Linked DNA regions of Bombyx mori: region 1 is linked to region 2. The links are chromatin contacts, called in public Hi-C maps. All regions are on one chromosome and are shown on one strand. The core of a region is the stretch at or near the end of the contact, and the rest is flanking DNA. Distances in the headings are between cores, read along the strand shown.

The links. Hi-C and Micro-C count contacts between places; a contact is called where the count stands out from the background.
Region 1: a Hi-C map of whole pupa shows a contact between it and region 2, with 4 times the contacts expected there. The contact joins two enhancer-like sites. A contact is called at or near these places in 3 of 7 Hi-C or Micro-C datasets (middle silk gland, posterior silk gland and whole pupa).

The regions. Positions count from the first base shown.
Region 1 is chr15:7,405,700-7,411,882 of ASM3026992v2, forward strand. No RefSeq gene overlaps it. Among protein-coding and RNA genes, the nearest start is that of LOC105842547, 8.0 kb to the right of the region's middle. Within about 2 kb of position 3,937, at least 1 of the 8 cell types and tissues checked has open chromatin away from gene starts, as enhancers often do.
Region 2 is chr15:7,264,709-7,271,233 of ASM3026992v2, forward strand. LOC101747129 (protein sickie) reads right to left here. Exons shown (of 35, transcript XM_062672477.1): 4 at 4,972-5,285. Among protein-coding and RNA genes, the nearest start is that of LOC134200185, 46 kb to the right of the region's middle. Within about 2 kb of position 4,828, at least 8 of the 8 cell types and tissues checked have open chromatin away from gene starts, as enhancers often do.

The sequences.
Region 1 (6,183 bases), core at 2,687-5,186, 140 kb after region 2:
AAAAAGGCCGCGACAGCATATGTCTATATTTAAAGGTTGGCTCACTATAACGTTTTTATGCTAACCAAATTTGTTCTAAAATAAAGCATTATTTGTGAAGGTGTTTTAAAAAAGATGATATAAATCCCTATCCAAATAAATACGATAATTATTATAACATTGAAACACCCAAATCACTTCAAGATAGGTTTTGACAATTATAGAGCTTTCTAGATTTCTCCAAGATCCCATCATGAGATCTTGATGTAAACAGGAGCATTCGGGAAGTCTACCCTTCCGAACAAAAAAAAAAAAAAAATTGTCAGAATCGGTTCAAGTTTTTTTTTATTGCTTAGATGGGTGGACGAGCTCACGGCACACTTGGTGTTAAGTGGTTACCGGAGCCCATAGACATCTACAACGTAAATGCGTCACCCACCTTGAGATGTACGTGCTAAGGTCTCAGTATAGTTACAACAGCTGCCCGGCCCTTCAAACCGAAACGCATTACTGCTTCACAGCAGAAATAGGTAGGGTGATGGTACTACCCGTGCGGACTCACAAGAGGTCCTACCACCAGGAGAAAATCTCGAGAAATCGGTGAACATACATAGATAAAAAATGATGGTCGAATTGATAACTTCCTCTTTTGAAGTCGGGTAAAAAGCGTGATTTTGGTACCTTAAATAAATCCTCAACATTCTGTTATTCAAAAATATTTTCACTTTCTACGTAAATGAAGAAGCGGAGAGAAAGAGAGATAAAATTTAGCGTTATGCCAAAGTAACTATTCCACGCGGACAAAAGCTAGTCATATATATGCAGAACTACGTTAAATAAACATACAAAAAAATTATATTCTATTCTTTTGTTACATTTGCATGTTTTGTTCTGAAACGTGTTTTTGCATTCAAAATGTTAAAACGAGTAGATACACGCCTCTCGAATATTATACAAAAACACAGCAAAATTTCCAGGCTTTACGCCTTCGGCGAAACCGCACGGTTTTCGCGTAGCTAAATTAAGTGATGAAACATTTTCACGTTTTACATTAACGTACAAAGACCGTACACGGCCCGGGAATATGGAGGACCCTCGTGAAGAGAGGCTGGGAGTGCGTGCTTACCTCGAGGATGAAGCTGTTTGCACTCCTTAGTGACATAAACGCCAATCATTACCTGACGTTCAGAATTTTCATCTTCGGAATTTTTGGGGCCGCGCTTAATTAATTTAAAATTAGTAATTGTAGATATTTTAGAACTTGGAAGATTTGGGGTACTACTTTTAATTTTATTATGGGAATCTTAAAGTTGTCATTTTAGTTTAAAAAATATAATTCTATCAGTTGGTATTGTTGGATAACTATTATTGAAAGTAAGACTTTACCAATCAGTATCTGTTATTCAAGATTCTTCTCCTCTCCATGACGCGAACTATTGGCATAATCATTCACTGGTGGTAGGACCTCTTGTGAGTCCGCACTGGTAGGTACCACCACCCTGCCTGTTTCAGCCGTGAAGCAGTAATGCGTTTTGGTTTTAAGTGTGGGGCAGCCGTTATAACTATACTGAGACCTTAGAACTTATATCTCAATTTCGGTGGCGCATGTCTATGAGCTCCAGTAACCACTAAACACCAGGCGGGCTGTGAGCTCGTCCACCCAATTAAGTAATAAAAAAAATCAATGAAAATTCGTTTATCCATATATATAAAAATTAATTGCTGTTCGTTAGTCTCGCTAAAACTCGAGAATGGCTGGACCGATTTGGCTAATTTTGGTCTTGAATTTTTGTGGAAGTCAGACAAGGTTTAGAAGGTAGATAAATATCAAAATGCTCGGAATTAAATAAAAATAACAATTTTGTTTTTCCTTTGATGTGTCCCCCGTCGGACGGATTCCTTTTGTTTGTTTTAAGTTTATTTTATACAAAAGCTTAGGTTTTCTATTTATCGATTCAGGCACTACGAAGTCTGCCGGGTCACCCAGTATACTATATAATAATAACTTAAATTTACAGATGACTTCTTAAAAATGTCACAAATAATTTTGATGAAATTTTAAATCAATGGATATAATTCGGTTTTCATAGAGCTGAAACGTAAAGAAAGACAGAATTTTATGGTACAAAGCTCGTTTCGCATACAGATCAATGGATTTGATTTCAATAAATTCTCTTAAAACATGAATGGAATGCTTCGAAGTAAATTACATTCGGTACACGCGCCGTCGCAATCAGGCAGGTGATTCTCACAGGTCGAATGCATATGCGATTTGAGTGTGGTACTGCATTAAATTGCAAACTGCAAATCACTATAGACATGCAATAAGTTAAATATGAAATCGATAAAACTAGTATTTAGTGGGGTTTTTTTTCGATTAGAAACTATTGAGGGAACTCCTATAAAAAGTATTTTAGTTTACAATTTCTGAGTTTATGTACCCATCAAGTATTATTATATAGAGCTTATTTGTTGTACAAGAATGTAGCCTATTCAGAGGCTGTTTAATAAACAATGCCGGAAAATATATATATAAAAAAACTGGAACAAAAGTAACGTATAATGGACCTAAAAACTCCTTAAAATTTTGCGTAGCTAATGAAAAACTATTTAAAAAAGCTAATTAGCTAATTAGGTACATAATTAAAAACTATTTAAAAAAATGTCAAACCGAAACCCAAAATTTATCAAATAAATTACATTAACATTTTCTATTTTGCAAAAAATTAAATTTAGTATTTCGACGATTTCTTATAGAAACAATACAATACTTATAACTGTTTAAAACAATACCTATTTTACAATACTTATATTGTGTCTCAATGTCATTTGTACAACATTTATTTTCTACACTCAATCATTAAAGTAAAACGCAATGAATAACAAGCGACAACTCGTTAATAATCTAGTAATTGCTATTGTGAACAAGCGAAGCACTTTGTTGTGGAAAGCTTTCTGAAAATATTCGAGTGGACGAAATGATAAAACTGTTCCAAATTTTTTTCTTTCAAAATAACTGTGATTTGGAATAATTTCAATTTCTTGCTAATAGAGAAAAAATGATTCGACAAATTGAGAGGTATTCAATGTAGCTGTTCTCTTAAGTTAAAAATAAAAATTAGATTCGTCAATAATTATGAGGCTTTTTATAGAAATAAACATAAATAAACAGACAACCCACAATTTGTGGTCTCTGCTATCACACATTGTAAGCGAATGTGCCATAATTAAAAAACTGAACTCCAGGCGCATGCCACCGCTATTTGAGCTAAATGGTCCCATTTAAAAATTAACTGCACGATTGCTTTTAAATAATACGCCTGTGTGGTGCCGTATGAATAACGAGAACAAGAATAAAAGATTTTCTCAATAGAACTGGAGAACAGTGCCACCTAGTGGCGAGTAGTGACACTATTTTGTCCAAAACAAAATAATTGTTTGATTTCTTTTATTAAAGGAATATATTTCAAAAGTATTTGCAATTAAAATATCGCGCAATAGTAATGACAAAAAACTCTCAATTTATGAAATCAATACAAATCTAATTTACGAAAACCCATAGCGTGCTCTTCATCTTTACTATGGTTCATTTTCCTAATGTACAACAGATGTCGCTACAAACATTATTTGCAGATTTAAAAAAATATTAAACGAATAATTCGTTATTATGTCATGAACATAAAATTACTATTTAAAACACTTCTTGATGTTCAATCATTGAACATAACAGAACAGTGGTTGGATTTGATGTTTGTTCACTAATAAAACAATGATGTATTCGAGGTATCGACTAAAATAGTTTAAAATAAATCAGAAAAAAAAACAATATTGTGAAATTTATGTATTAGTAATTGTTTTGACTTACCTGTATCTGCTCAGCAGCTTTCTTTGCCAGGACTGGATCCAGTATAGTTATGTCCAGTTCAGAAGTATACTGCCTCGCTGTCTCGCTGAAAACAGCCGCGTTCACATAATAAGCACTCTTTTCACTAGTATCCACAGGAGAATTGGGCGATAGTATACCACTATCCGAGTCACTAACGTTTGCTGGTTTACGCACTGCACTGGTACTTTGCTCGAGCGATTTGAGTGGTATTCGCGATTTGTCACTTACAGGTGACATTTGCGGGATACGAGAACGGGATAGGCCCTGACTAAAACCAGTGTCCGGATCGAAAATCACGTAGTTGTCTTTATCACATCTGACTTTATTGTTCGTGGTCACAGTGTATTTTTTGTTCGGACTTAAATTAAGAAAGGGATCTTCGGTATCGACGGGACTTTCAGGGATTATCGATTGTATTTTAGGTGTTATTTTTGGTGCGGACTTTCCGTCAATAGTTCGTCTGATCACTGTGTCGTTAGAAAATTTAAGCCTCACATATTCGTTTGATATTGTTCTTCTGACGGGAGATGAGAGTAGAGGCGACGGTTTTGCACCTTCCACGTTGGTCCGGTTTTGAAAGAAATTTATCTTTGGTTTATCCATTGTTTTTGCAGAAGGCGGAGTGAAAGGCAACTTCAACTTTGATATGACCTTCTTTTTAGCGTTACTGTTCAGATCAGTAGATCTACCAGGAATCGTACTTTTATAAACCGGTAAAACGCTAGACTTATCTTCTAACTTTTTGATATCCTTCGCGAATTTACTCTGACTCTTTACGACGTCAGTGGATTTATTTATTTTTTTAATCGGTGCAGACGTTTTGGGTTTTCGATCTTTACATTTCTTGTCTTGTGTGGCTTCTTCTTGAGAATTACGTTTATTTGGAACTTTCTTATCGCGTATAAAAGTTTTACCTCTATCATGAACAAACGTTTCATTGTGCACTTCACATAAGTTTTCTTCTATAGAATTTTCTAAGATGTTTTCTATTATGATATCTACATCACTAGATTCAGAGTTAGAGGATCTATTTTCATTGATAATACATGATATCCTCTCTTCTACATCAATAAGACTATCAGACTTATCGTTTTCACTAACAGTCCTTGAAGTGCCACTGCCAGAGTCAGAAGGGGTTTGCGCTTCAAATATTGTGTTATGTTCCTGAGTTTGATTGATATTCTTAGCGTGCTCCGGATATGATGATCTCCTTCTCTTTACTGTTCCTGTCGCAGCTGATGGAGAATCCCAGTCTAGACTTTGGGCTGTGCACTGGCTCACACTAATTTTAAATCGTCTTGGACTTGTCATTATTATTGATATTTAACATTTTAGCTGTCTACATTTAAGTATATCACTGAAGTGTTAATTACAAAAAGGATTTCTTCATTCTTATCTATACTAAATTTAACATAAATCATAAAATTTTATTTTGATCTTCATTTCATGTAATTGGAACACCATCCTAATGATACGTTTTTTCCCGTTGCGTTTCATTTACGCAGTTGTAGTTAACTATGAAACACGAACCAGTTCGATTGTAATCTAATTATAAGTTGACGTTGCACATGGGACCAGCCGATAGATATCTAGTTATTTTCTCTAATGGCGCCATTTGTTTTCCGCTCTGACACGGAAAGGGTTTGTATAGCTCCTGTGTAAATTACTCAATGGAATTTGGCTCCGAATTGCCAGTGATGATTCAAAAAAGCTAAAAGTAAAACAGAAGAGTCTACAAAACCAATCAAGATAGCCGTTATATTTATAATGTTTCTCACATCGAATTTATTTTGTATAATGTAAAATATTCAATAAGTAGTTGATAAAGTTCCACAAATATACTAAATTCAATATGAGTATTTGTAAAAGTAGTCGAACTAATTAATTTAATTCAAGTAGTTAATGTATTATATTGGGTGTTAGGAGACCGCTTCCGAAAACGAAGACAGACAATAACTACTAATGACACCTTTGATGATGGCACGGAAAACAAATCGATACTGATTTAAAAAAAAAATCATATTTTAAAACGTTTTATTAGCATTATTTACGCTCCATCATGTTAGTACACCTAAATGAAACGATAGTTTCGTACAAAATACATTACTAAAAAAACCAGCAATGAAACACAAAATCAAAAACAGCTGATGCTCGGATCAACGAACGCACAGGCGCGGCGTAGCGCAGCGCAGACTCGCGCGATTGCTGAAATACTTATTTACAAGATTTGTCTAAATAACTCCATCATCAAAGGTGTTATTCGTACTATCGTCTGTCTTCGTTTTCGGAAGTGGCCTCTTAACACCCAGTATACGCAA
Region 2 (6,525 bases), core at 3,578-6,077:
ACAACAGGTGGCAGTGAAAACATCAAAAGCGCAGTAGATGATATGATTTTAATTTTGCAAATTCAAACATTGTATATACGAGTATTTTCATCTATTTACTCTGGTGGTAGGACGTCTCGTGAGTCCGCATGGGTAGGTACTACCACGCTGCCTATTTCTGCCGTGAAGTAGTCATGCGTTTCGGTTTTGAGGGCGGAGCAGGCGTTATACTATAAAATTAACACCAGGTGGGTCGCGAGATCGTTTACCATTTTAGAATGAAAAATTATAAAATAAAATCCACATAAAATCGTCAAAAATAAATGATTTTGATATCGTATTATTAGGAAACCCGTGATTAGTTGAACGAACAACGCGCATATGTCAGACATTATCGATTTTATTTATGAATGCGTTATTTTCGGTATAAAAAGTAATTATGTAGCGGCACGTGCGTGCTGTCCACTGAAGCGATAACGCAACAAATGCCTTACAATAGCTTGTTAGCCCATTGTCGTGAGTGGAGTTCGGGAGTTGACGTGACATCCTTATATTGTTCCCGCAATCAGGGAAGCATTGACCGAAGGGTTGAGCGACAAACGCTGCATTGTTTTCGTTTAAAAATATATTTTAATATTTTTTTAATACTTTGAATTGTAAATAAAAGTATTGTTTAATTATTTTAGGAGCTTTGTTACGATACAATAGCTACCAAAGATTGTGGTTGCAAGTGTTCGCTCAGTGCTATTTGGAACTTGTATATTATGTGACCTCTTCCATATTATTATGGTTATCTATAGGTAGGTATATCTATTTGATAGACGAAAAATAATTTAGGGTGAATATCACTTAGACTTACTCAGACTTTAGTAGATTATTTTGGAAATTATATTTGCTTAAATTGTAACTAGCTTCCGTGGTTATTCAAGTTCACAAACGTCTTTATTTATTAACATAGGTAATGAGTGGACATCTCGGCAACTCGCCAATAGAGGGCGCCAGGTGCAAAAATAAACTTGTCACTGAACGCGCCTTGAGTTATTGCCACTGCGGTAGGCATTTCCGATCTACTAAATTTATTTTAAGATACATACAAGATTAGTCAAAGTTTATTTTGATTTTAATTGTTTTATAGAAACTTTTAATCTTTATGTTTTTATTTAAAAGAAATTAAGTTAAATAATAAATGTACTATTTAATTTCTCATTTTTTACTGTCGTTATATTATTAGTTCAGACATTTTAAATACTTTACAGTTTTCGTGGTCAGTTTCAGTGGGCCGTGACCAAGAAAACTGTTTTTTTTTTCTACCTAAGCTTTATGGCCTAGAGAGACCATGTCAGCGTCACCGGGCTAGAAGCTGAAACAATAAAACTACTTAATTTTAATTATCTTTAGGGTTCCCGAAAACCGATTACATTATAATTGATTTTTATTCGTACATTTGAAATTAGTATTAAAATCGAATTTGCAGTAGTACTTAAAAACAATTGTTTTAATTTCCTAATAATAACTAAGAATCCAACTAAGAATCTATTGAATATGTGAATTGATCGTTAGCCGCTAGCAGAAATTTTTCATTCATGACTTCATTCAACTTTTCATTACTTCAATTTACCTGCGCTTACTCACGACAATGTAAAATATCTTTAATAACATTAATCTATATATTAATACGTGAAGCAAAAACTTTGTATCCCTTTTTACGCAAATTGCGCGGACGGAGGAGTATGAAATTTCTCTCACTTATAGAGAATATAGAGAAGGAGTGCACAATGCCAATATTGCCAATCTTGTTTTTAAATAATGCATTAAATATACTTTAAATCAATAAAGAAAACATTACACACACTACCATGTATTTGACACAACACATACATAAAAATATACTCTTTGTTTACTGTCAATTGGAAAACTTTTGTTATTGCTTAAAGTCTGTGGTCGAATTGAAAATAGATTAATATTGTTTGTGTTTAATATTATTATTGATCTATAGTGCAGTTTTGGCGAACACTGTGATTATATTATCGAATTATAATAGCGTTTGACAATAGAACCATAATAATTTTTAAACTTATAATTTCAATTAATTATTGTCGAATTTCGACTACTGCGGGGCCACTAGTCTTTGTAAATTTATTAATATCTCGTATTAGGGTTGGATGTTCAACTGCCGGGCTCAACTGAAGTTTCGAATAGGGATTTAGCTTGAATCAAGCTTGTTAAGCATTCGCTAACAGTTAACAAGCTTAACACTAATTGGTCGAGGTTTGTATGGGATTTGTATCATCGGAGGAAATGTTTTGGTTGTTATAATTAGATTCGGAATTGGATTTCTTTCTTTTATTTTCTTTCGAACGGGAAAATCGTCATTATGTCATCGTGGCCTAAAGGATAAGACGTCTGGTGTACGTAATCGTATCGAGCGATGTATCTAGGCTTTTTTTTATTGCTTAGATGGGTGGACGAGCTCACAGCCCGCCTGGTGTTAAGTGGTTACTGGAGCCCATAGACGTCTACAACGTAAATGCGCCACCCACCTTAAAATCTAAGTTCTAAGGTCTCAAGTATAATTACAACGGCTGCCCCACCTTTCAAGCCGAAACGCATTACTGCTTCACGGCAGAAACAGGCAGGGTGGTACCTACCCGTGCGGACTCACAAGAAGTCCTACCACCAGCTGGTGTTCGAATCCAATTTTTAATGAATTTTAATAGAGAAATCACGTACTTAACACACGTCCACCGATGACTTCGCAATATGATCGCTTCTACGAGTAATGCGTTCCGGTTTGAACGGTAGAGTAGAGCAGCCGTTGTATTAAAGAACCCAGACAAACTCCACCTGGTACTAAATGGTTACTGGAGCCCAAAAACACCAAAACAAAACACAATTATTTTTTTTCGTGGCTAAGGTGATTTTCTTATGAGACCATTTCAGCGTAACCCTAACAAGTAGGTGAGCTCACGGGGCTCAAACCTGGCGACGTTGCTAACACTAACCCTAGCAAGAGCAGTGCTTCAAGAAAGAAGAAGAAAAACAAAAGTTAGCGGCTTCGTTTCAATTACTATCTCCACCGATGATCCATAGCACCGGCATATTCATTTTAAAAGATAGCCCTAAGCAATTGTAATTTGACCGCATGCAGTCTCGCCGAATTATATTTTCAGTTTAAGGTGAGGAACCTCATTTTCGTAAACTACTCTATTCTAACTCCTAATACTTGTCTTGACTGTCAATGGTTACTCCCATACCCGTAGGTATCACCATTCTGGTTATATCCCAACAAAGACCCGTTCCTTTTTTAAACTAGAAAAGCAATGCATAGAAAAATTTAGACTTTGTTCTAATAAAGTAAGGTGATTCATATTGTTTGTGTTTCCCCGCTGTGGTATACGAAAAGTATAGGTACCTATTATATAAATAAAAAATAAATAAAACCTAAAAAAAATATTATTTGCTATTATATACTTACGTCTTATACCTACGTACTTATAAAATATAATTATACCTATTCTCATTGAGGTACTACGAGGAATACGTAATATTAAGAGCGGATCCAGCTTTGGCGCCAGGAGAGGGTCACATTGTAAAATTTTCGATGCGTTCATTCTGCCATCATACAAAGTTATTATATTATATTAAATTAATTAAATATTGAAGGTATGTAGTTACATAAAATGTGTATGGTGACAAAATATATAAATAAAATCATTATGTTCAATTAGTGGTTTACCTAAGTCTTGGAAGCAGCTCAGAGGGGGGTCATGACCCCCATGACCCCCCCCCCTGGATCCGCCTTTGCGTAATATAGTTCAATGCCTATTCTTTATTATTATTTAGACGGGTTATTACGGTATTATGTTTTAATTTTGTAATATTACTAAATACTGTATACAGTTATATACACAGTAACTGTTATTGCCTAATCGAGTGACTAAATCACATTATAGCTTTCCCTTAAGCGGTTATATTGTACATTTGCGTCCGCTTCGTGCCGGCGTTGTTGAGTTACGACCGGTTAAGAATAAACACCAAGGTTCGCCCTTGATTACGATGTAAGCGAGTGCTCGACAACTTTGTGTGAGATTTAATACATTGAAAAATACAAATCTTTATATATATATTTTTTCTGTGCGTGTCACTGAACTCATCCTAAGCGGCTGAACTGATTTTAATGAAATTTTCTGTACACGTTCAGGTGGATTCGAGAATGGTTTACAAACCAGTCCGGCAGATGGCGCTGCAGTCGGCATCTAGGTTATTTATCGTTCCTAGAAATAATTTATATGGCAAAACAACGTTTGCCGGGCCAGCTAGTTATTCTGTAAAAACTGAGACCTTAGAACTATATCTCAGGGTAGGTGGTGGCATTTCCGTTGTAGATGTCTATTGGCTCCGGTGACCACTTCACACCAGGTGGGCTATGAGCTAGTCCACCGATCTAAGCAATAAATAAAAATTAGACAAAAGTGGACAAGCTAAGCAAGCTATACTATAAAAAGTTAATAAAGCAGTGTGCTGTTCTACAATGTTTCTTTAATTGATGATAATTTATCATTAATAAAATTCACAGATTTTATCACTTAACGTATTGTGTCAACTGCTTATTTTGAATGAGATAATCTTCAGTCTTATTTCTTATTATAGTTTTGTACAAAAAACAGAAATTATATCTACGTCATAGAATGAGCCTAATATTGATTATTGAAAACCATACTTTTATTTGTTTTATTTCATTTGTTTATATATTTATTTATATTAAAAATTACAAGAACCTACAACACCACATCTCAAAAATACCAAAACCAATATAAACTTTTTGTTCGTACGGTTTTGTTTTTAGCGACATCTGTTAGCGTGTAGCTGCACTACATAACATTTTATGTGGCTGTGTTGTCATATTAATAAAGTAAGTGAAATCCAAAAACAAACCAAGCTCTAATATGGAAAATAAAGAAACTTAAAATATTAAATTATTAAAATAAATACCTGTTCGCTGTTAGTGTCGTCATCTCTACGTTGTTGCCAGACGCAGTTAAAATTTCCTCGCAACTGCTGCCACCTGTGATTCGTTGTATGGAACTGAGAGATACATCTTCACTGGAGTTTTTATTGATGTTCGGTATGTTTCCAATAGATGGCGCTGTCCTTTGTTTCGATGCTTGTTTGTGACGACTCAGTGCGAAGAATAGTGCTAGAACAGCTTTAAGTTTCGCATCCCTTATGTCTATTGCTGTCACTTGTTCAATGCCTTGGACTTTCTGCGCATGAAGAAAGTCCAAACAGCACTGGACGTTCTCCAACTGTAAAGAAGAAAAAAAAACTATTAATATATTTGGATCAATCAACGCCATATAAGTATGAGACCCAGAATGCTTTCCCCTCTGAGAGTTTAGAGCTGTGGGATCCATACAAAATTTTCTTAGTCCTTAATTATTTAAGTGTAGCACGTGTTTACAAACGCCTTTCACAATGAACAAATAAAGTATGCGATAAAAATCGAATTCGCAGATTTATTAGGTACTTTGATCTTTGCTGATGTAGGGTTTATAATGAGTTTACAAGCTTACGTATCACTAATCTACCTATTTCTGGCAATAAACAGTCATATTAGTGCGGGCGTCCGTCGTTACAATACAATTGAGACGATAGACCTCACATCTGATTCTTCGTGTTTCGTGGTATCGTGACATTGTAGCATTTAACATGTAGACCTAATAAACTATACGCTCCTTAATTTTAAATACAATTAAAAACCACCATCATAATCATTCGAATGAAATGTTATGTTTTATACATAAATGGTACTTATACAAAGCGGTGTGAGTCAAAAATATAAACGGCTCATAAAAAGTTATCATAAGCAAAAGTAACTACGATTCCTTGCTTCGTTGTTGTATTATTGATAGGCAAACAATAAACCTTTAACATTATCGGTTGTATTATAATAATAGCTAGTGGACCCTCTGTAGTCGAAATTCGACTATAATTAATTAAAACTATAAGTTTGGATATTATTATGGTTCTATTGTCAAAGACTATTTATTAAACTTCTATAATAACAGATTTCGCCTAGAATACACTATAGACAAAAAATAATAAAGACAAACAATTATAATCCATTCTCAATATGACCACAGACTTTAACAATAACAAAAGTTTGACAATAAGCACAGTGTATGTATTACATGATAGTGTGTGTAATGTTTTCTTTATTGATTTCATGTTTTTTTATGTATAATAAAAAAAAATAACATTCTGCACTCCTTCTCTATATTCTCTGTAAATGTGAGAAATTTCAAACTCCTCCGTACGCGCAATTTTCGTGAAGGTACAAAGATTTTGCTTCACGTATTAATATATTATTATACATATTTCAAAGGAACCGCTAACTTATCCTCAAAATACGTCCGTGCAAATGGCCTACGTGCAGATATTGACGCGTCTTGTTTAGATATTAAAAATTGATAATCAAACGTGCGTTCCCTTAACATTGATATGCTACTAGGTGTCCGTCCACACCATAGGGATACCAAATGAGTT